Regions from separate parts of the Gossypium hirsutum genome. Here region 1 is linked to region 2. A link is a contact called in public Hi-C data. All regions are on one chromosome and are shown on one strand. Each heading gives the region's core, a stretch centred on a gene start, on an enhancer-like site or on the middle of the called end of the contact. The rest is flanking DNA. Distances are from core to core; before and after follow the strand shown.

What was found. A called contact is a pair of places that touch in the nucleus more often than the background predicts.
Region 1: a Hi-C map of leaf shows a contact between it and region 2, with 2.1 times the contacts expected there. The contact joins the promoter of LOC107920271 here to the enhancer-like site in region 2. A contact is called at or near these places in 3 of 34 Hi-C or Micro-C datasets (leaf and seedling).

What each region holds. Positions count from the first base shown.
Region 1 is chrD13:19,115,894-19,119,759 of Gossypium_hirsutum_v2.1, reverse strand. It overlaps LOC107920271 (WPP domain-interacting tail-anchored protein 2), which reads right to left and starts at 1,863. Exons shown (of 5, transcript XM_016849886.2): 1 at 526-1,863; 2 at 1-442. The coding sequence starts at 1,066.
Region 2 is chrD13:18,949,815-18,953,296 of Gossypium_hirsutum_v2.1, reverse strand. No RefSeq gene overlaps it. Among protein-coding and RNA genes, the nearest start is that of LOC121225052, 11 kb to the left of the region's middle. Within about 2 kb of position 1,701, at least 4 of the 9 cell types and tissues checked have an H3K27ac peak or open chromatin away from gene starts, as enhancers often do. A contact at or near this core is called in leaf, where this site is marked.

The DNA.
Region 1 (3,866 bases), core at 614-3,113, 170 kb before region 2:
CTGATATCAAGCTTTTCTAAAGCTATACCTTTGGCATTCAACTCTTCAATGCAACCTTCAAGTTTAGATTTGAGCTCAGCTTCTCGTTGAATCGAACCATTCATGTTAAACTGAACAATCTGAAGTCGACCTAATAGTTCCTTTGAAATTCCCATGAGCACCTCAGCAACATTCTCAGCCTCTAGAAACCGTCCCCAAACAACTTCTGCTGCCTCTTCCATGCGAAGAGCGACTTGTTCAGTATGATGTAGCTTTAGTTTTAACGATTCTTCATTTTGTCCGGACTCTAATAATTTATTTTCAAGCTCTAGCTCCCTCGCAAGTGATTTGTCAAGCATCCTCAGAATTTGTCTTTGTTGTTCAACGGTCAGTACTTTGGATTTCCCGATGATGTTTGATAGCTGATATTGCTCAGATACATCCATGGCCTCATCATTAGTCCCTATTCATAAGCATATGTTAGGGTAAGTATAGTTTTTGTGCACTGTTAATTATGTTAAGTGATAAAATCGAACTTGGACTTACAGTTCTCATGTTTGAAATATGGAAAGGAAGCTTGCAGCTTGGTTGACAGCAACTTCACCTCCAAGACAATCCCTTGACACCTTTTCAGGGATTCTTCAGAATCATGTAGCTTCTTATCCATTTTTTCAGATAGTGCTCCCAAAGGTACGCACGAAGATGTTTTACGACGAGCATCAACAATCTCTGACTGAACGGCACTCAAGAAAGTTTCCACTTCCCTTAACTCAGAATCTAAAATTCCACATAAAAGGTCAAATACCAAAGCCTTCTCAATGAACTGAGCCGAAATATCACAACTCCCATACGCCATCTCTTCGGGATCCTTGTCCCAACCCAGAAGAAACATCAACAGTACATGCAAATTTACCAGTTTCTCATTACAACAAGCCAAATCCAAGTCAATTCTGTCCAAATTGGCACCCAACATTTCTTGGATGCCCTCTCCAGTTGATAAGGCCTCTTCATGAAACTGAACTGCATTTGACTCTGGGTTTCCCATATGCATATACTTTTCATCAACATTGAATTCATTCATTTCCATGGCTCAATTCTTGGTTTAGGTAACTGAGAGGCAAAGGATGGATAAGAAAAAGCCAGTTCAGATCTTTCTCAGCCACAAATTTAGGGTTCTATCAAAACAGTCTGCAGTTAAATTCAACTATAGAGAGAACTCATCAATGCAAATCAACCATAAAACACCACAACCAATCAGATTTATCAACCATAAAATTGACCAACCCTAATCATTACAAAACCTTAAAAATCCCCAATGGAATATTCATCAATTTAACAAAGACTTGACACTTGAACTCCACAACAAGATTCAGATGAAAAGCCAACAAAACTTTATATAAAACTCAATTCAACCTTCAGTTCACCAATACTTCCAGCAACATTAAAGTCAAGCAGTCATCAAAAGACACAAAGCCAACACTGTCATAAACTTCCCACAATAAATGAACATGCATGAATAACATAACAAGAAAAAATAGACAAAGTACTATGTAGAGAGTTAAAGTTGAGAACAAGAATAATTTTTTTGCAAGGAAGACAAGAAATGAGGTGAAAAAGATGGTTACCTGAGAGCAAAATCTAGATGGGTTTTTGATAATTCTTGGAAAAAAAGAAAATTAAAGGGATCAACCAAGAAGAAAAGTCAACTGACACTTTTTAACAACGACCTGTTATGTTCATAAAACCGTTGATGTTCACTGATCTGTCTGTTACAAAAAATGGATGTACTAGTAAATAACAAGTCAATTGGGAACGAGAGTAGGTGATCTTAGAGAGGGAGAAATGAGGGTGGTGGTTCATGGTGGGGCGCACTTTAGCAACCACCGGGCTCCATGGGGACCTACGTTGAATTATTGAGATGCCATAAAAGAACAATGTAAAAGTTTATCATATGACCTACTACAAGCACAAAAGTTATAATTATAATCAAAATTATTACAATTTGGATTTTAATTAAGTATTATAATATAAAATTTAGGGACATAACAACTGGATTTGATGAAATGAACCATATCCAATGGGGTTAAATATTATACCGTATTTTCTTTGCATGGGAAGGATTATTCAGATTTAAACCGGATATTTAATATGAATAAAAATTTAGATTAATGGTCACTAAAAATTTAGATTTAAACTGGATATTGTGGAAAGGAAAGGTAGTCATGTGACATTATCACATTTATACTGAAACTGAGATTATGAAATAAAGAGAAAGGGGGGGGGGTAGATAGATAACTTGGCCAAGCAAACGACAAGTTCCCCTGTCTTTAGCCATATGGGAATCATTAATATAGTCCATCCATGTCATAAACAATTGAGTGGTTTATTGTCGGTTTATTTTTAATTTTAATAACCACATTTTATATGAAAAAAGACCTAAAGTTTTTTAGGATCTTCTAATATTTCAAAATTTAAAATGGTTTGAAGTTTAGCCATTAATTTAGAATTTATTAACTTATCCAATTAACTATAAAATTGCAAGTATCATCATAAGAAATTATTAGTATACTTGTAAACAATTACAATACACAAATCTAGACGAAAATAACAATAAATTTAGATAGCATCCACTCCTAAAAAAGTTTAAAAATTTTAATATTATCATTAAAGCAAGATCTTCCTACTATTTTATTTTATTTTTCTCAATTTTCAATTTTCAATTTTACCAAATTGACTTTGATGTTAATTATAATTACTAAAGCGAGTTAATCTTCTGTTTTTAATTGAGATTTTCTTTATTCATTTATTCTCTTCTAGTTATTTTATTTTTTGGGTAACATTAATTTTAATATTCTTATTTATCGTAATATGATTTTTGGTGATTACTATTTAGACATATTATTGTAGAATTAATTTTTAGATTTGATTCAATCTCCTTTGAGTACGATCCTCGAAATACTTATTGATGTTCCGTTCTAACACAAAACTATATTACAATTTGACCTGTTCGCTTACAAATATCACACTTATTTTCTATATTTTTATTTGTACAATTTTACTTTAAACGTTCGCACGTTTGGAGACTGTCACTCTCATTGGGCTAGCTCGTTGCGACGTTAGGGAGACCACGTTGGGATGTGGGTAGCTTGTCGGGACGTTGTTCACTATTTTGACCTTCCTACGTTCGAAATTTCACTTTCTTTGACCCTTTGACTCACCCACTTCCCGAGCTTAGCAAACATTGTAGAAAACACGAGAAAACACCTAAATTAAGACTTTAAATAAATAAAAAAAAATGGCAAATAAAATTTAGATTTAACAGAAATTTAAACAAGAAGCCCTTTTCCAAACTCGGGACACTCCATATCGCCATGGAAGAAGAACTTCCAACTGGTTCTCAACACTTTGATTTGGCGTTTGTTCCCTTGTTGGTGTATTTGAACCAGCGACTTCGGTTGATTCCAATGTTGTTGTCTTATTTTTTACTGTCTTGACATCCATATTACAAGCCATTTAGTACCAAATTCGAGCCAACCCCAAATTGTTTTTCGGGGTATTACTGCCTCAAGATTCCTCATCTCCATGTTGCGTGAAATTTCAATTGCTTGAGCTTTTCCTCTATCGTTGAATGAGAATGAAACAGACTCTTTGGCCTCTTCAGTTGGCATCTCTCCAACTATGGCTAGAAAGTGTATTGGCTTCTTTACACTTTCACTCAGAATTAGTTTAAGCTCTGTGTCAGTTGCTACTGTTAAATCTATGTCTACTGCTACGTCAATTGGATCAGAGGCTGCTTCAGCCATATTCAATTCATCCCCATGATCTCCGGTTTCAAACTCTTGTTGACTGCTATTATCTAATTCAGGGTGGTCAACGATAATACCAAG
Region 2 (3,482 bases), core at 452-2,951:
ATTACACATTTTATTGAACTTAACTAAAATTATGGAAACATATATAAAACTTAACCAAAATGCTTGTGTTCAAACTCCTAAAGTGCGAAAGCTAGTTTAATCTGCTACACTGAATTATAGTAGATCAAACTCCCCCACACTTAAGTCATTGCTTCCCTCAAGCAAAACAAACAAAAACAACTAATGAAAAGACGACCCTTGAGTCAGTATGGTACAAATGTTGGTTTGGAACACATGAATAAACATAAAACATATCATATTTACACATAATCAAGCACGAAAGTAGTTTTGTACATCATATTGTCCCCTATTCTCCCCCTTAGTGACCCTTTTCCCACTCACCGCCTTCTCTCTCCTTCCCTGACCTTTCTTATGTCTCTTTATAGGAAATCTCAGCATCATATAGTAACTACGACTAGCTCACGCATTTTCGTGCATTAATGAGCAATTTTTTCTATTGTTGTTACTTTGTCACTTTTCTTTCTTTTTCACAGCACCTCACTCACAAATGCTTTTATTTTTCACGTACTTTTCCTACTCGCTTAATTTCCTCCTTTTTGATTTTTTTCTTTTTGCACTTTTAAGCTAACCTATAATCACCATAGTACACTGATCTTTCTTATCACTCTGTTTTTACAAAACCACCGTAATGTCTCTACTTAATCCTCAATATGTATGGTCAAACGTCTATAATCATGCAGTTTACGACCAAAGAAAAGGGTAAGCACAAATTATCATTTTTAGCTTGGGTTTTATATAGAGGTTCATTAAGAAGTGTTTTTTGGCTCAAGATAGGTACTAAGGATGAATAAATAGGGTTAGGTTTTTAGGTTTAGGTGTATACCAAACGATGCCTTAGGTTATCCCTAGGTATCTCAATATTCACAAATTTAGTCAACCAAACAATCACAAATTCAATAATTTATCATTCATACTAGCATGATTGTTTCCTTATATTCTCTATACCATTTGGGACATTCAATTGCTTAATGCCTATTCACAGTGTAATATATAGAATTTAATAATCTAATAATCAAATATTTAAAATCACCTATCATGATACCAAATTTACCTTAAATACTATCAACCTATGTATATGCTCATTAATCAATCACTTGTATTTCTACAAGCTCAAGCACACAATTAACAAGAAAAAAATCAAAGAAAAGCATAAAAATTTAAAACAAATTTTCTATGTTACCCTCCACACTTTAGATAACACATTGTCCTCAATGTGTAGCCTCTATAAAGATAAGGTAAGAAGTTACCCAATTGATCGAGATAGTTCTACAGACTATTAATGGGTTCCTCCCCCTTTGATCGTTGCAAGATTAGAATCGTTCTGCTTCTTCATGTGAGGTTCCTACACAGAAAATTCTAAATATTGCAGAAAGTCAAACAAAAATCTCTTGTTACTCCTACTTCTAAAAAAAACTAAGGTTTATCCAAGTTAATACAATCCCATAATTGAAAAATGAAAAATCTAGTTTAATCATCATTCGAATCATCAAAATAGGGCAATTGCCCCCTCACCATCGGTGCTTTTCCTTTTCCCGACCCATATTCATTATGGGAAGTCCCTCTCGTCGAAGGTGCATGTTTGGTTGGGCTTCGGATGATGGGCCCTTTTGGTGTGGAGTATTGTGGCTGAAATACTACTTCATACTCGTCCATATTCCTCTAGAGATACTAGTCTTCTATCTCATCTTTCCTCTTCATCAATATAATAGATTTGTGTTGGACCGAACATGTCTGGCGGATAATTCAATGCTCTTAATCCATTCATTTGGGAAAATTCTTGAAGTATTGGGCCCGTCTCCTGCATCCATCTGATCATTCCATAAATTTTTTCTTCGATGCTCCCACTTGCCCCTTTCCGATATTTCAATTTTTCAATTTTTCCTTCCACTTTAGTGACATCGAAATATCCATATTTTCTTTCCTCTGGTTTCAATCAATAAATTGCTTCCTCTGAAGCTCAAAATATTGTTTATATAGTGAATCTCCAATTATACTCTTTTTTGGCTTCATAAACTGCTCATTTTCTCCCATTGGAACTTCTGCTTCTCGACACAATGTTGTCACGAGGTGAGGAAAGAAAAGCCCAGCTTTTTGGCTTTTCACACAGCACCTCATCTCACAATAAATCCACTTGTCCACACATATTTGCTTTCATTACAAAATACCATACAAAAGAATGGATCGAAAAGTATTAACGTTAGAAACATTCAACGTGGGTGCAATTCTAGTACCTATGAATTTCATCCACATTTTCACTACTGGAAACATTATTGCTTGACTAAAATTAGTTGGTAAGGTTGTAACCGGCTTATAATTCCATGTACCTCTACCCTAAGTTAAATATTTAACAACATCTTCCATTTCTATATTCTCAAATGTATTCAAATCAGTGTTATCAAGGAAGTCTTTGCCATAGTAGGTGTTAAGTTAAATTTTGAGCTTAATTTATTCAGCTAAATTATTTAAATTGTTGATTAATCTTTTGATCAATTAATTTATAATTCAGCCTAAATTGATTAAGTACATCCATGCCGTAATAATTTAATTTCGCTCCAATTCAACAATTTAATGTTAATTTTAATTCATGCGCAGGTAAAGGACATTTTGATGTCCGTATGGGCTCCATTTAGAATTTAATTTGCATGAATAAAGCTGCTGGATGAGGATGATCATATGCTGGTTTTGAAGAAATTAAATTGGCATTGGGACAAAAGAAGAAAATTCGGTCCAATAGAAGTGCAGCAGACCGAATGTGCAGCAAAATAAGCAAAGGATTTATTTAATTTCCCTCTTGGAGTGGTGACCGAATTTAATTAAAGTTAAATGATCCTGTTCAGCTTTAAGAAGTAAAATTGAAATGACACTCTAAGTGAGTTGGAGCTATTTTTATGCGAAAGGATAAGAAGAATGAGCAGGTCAAATTTTGAATATTCCATTAAAAAAGGGGCGTTCAGCAGCTTAAAAGGGGGAGTCGAAAACAGAAGAGCAGGGGGTACTTGGCACTCGAGCAAGGAAAGGGAAAAAATCTCAAATTGAACCAGCAAAAGTCGATCCAGTCTCTGGAATAGCAGCCCGAAATTTCAACTAATCGAGAGGAGGGAAGCCCGACGATTTGAGGAATTTTCCTTTCAAAGACTCAGTTTGTAATTCATGTTGCTTACAACTAATATTTGTTTTGTTTTACTTGCTATGAGTGGCTAATTTACTTAAGCTTAGTTAGACACTTATGAAACCTAGCACGAGAAATTTGAAGATTTATTTTGTTTTAAAATCAAATTTGGCATTCTTGAGTTGCTCGTTTTATCGTTCAAGGATTTTTTCTAAATCAACTAGATTGATCACCTATTTAATTTAGGAATTTTCTTATAATCATCTAAGTGCAAATTGGGTAATCAAATTTCTTAATTGGACTTAGAGTTGGTGATGATTAATTGGTCTGCAGCTAATTAGAGCGACTACAG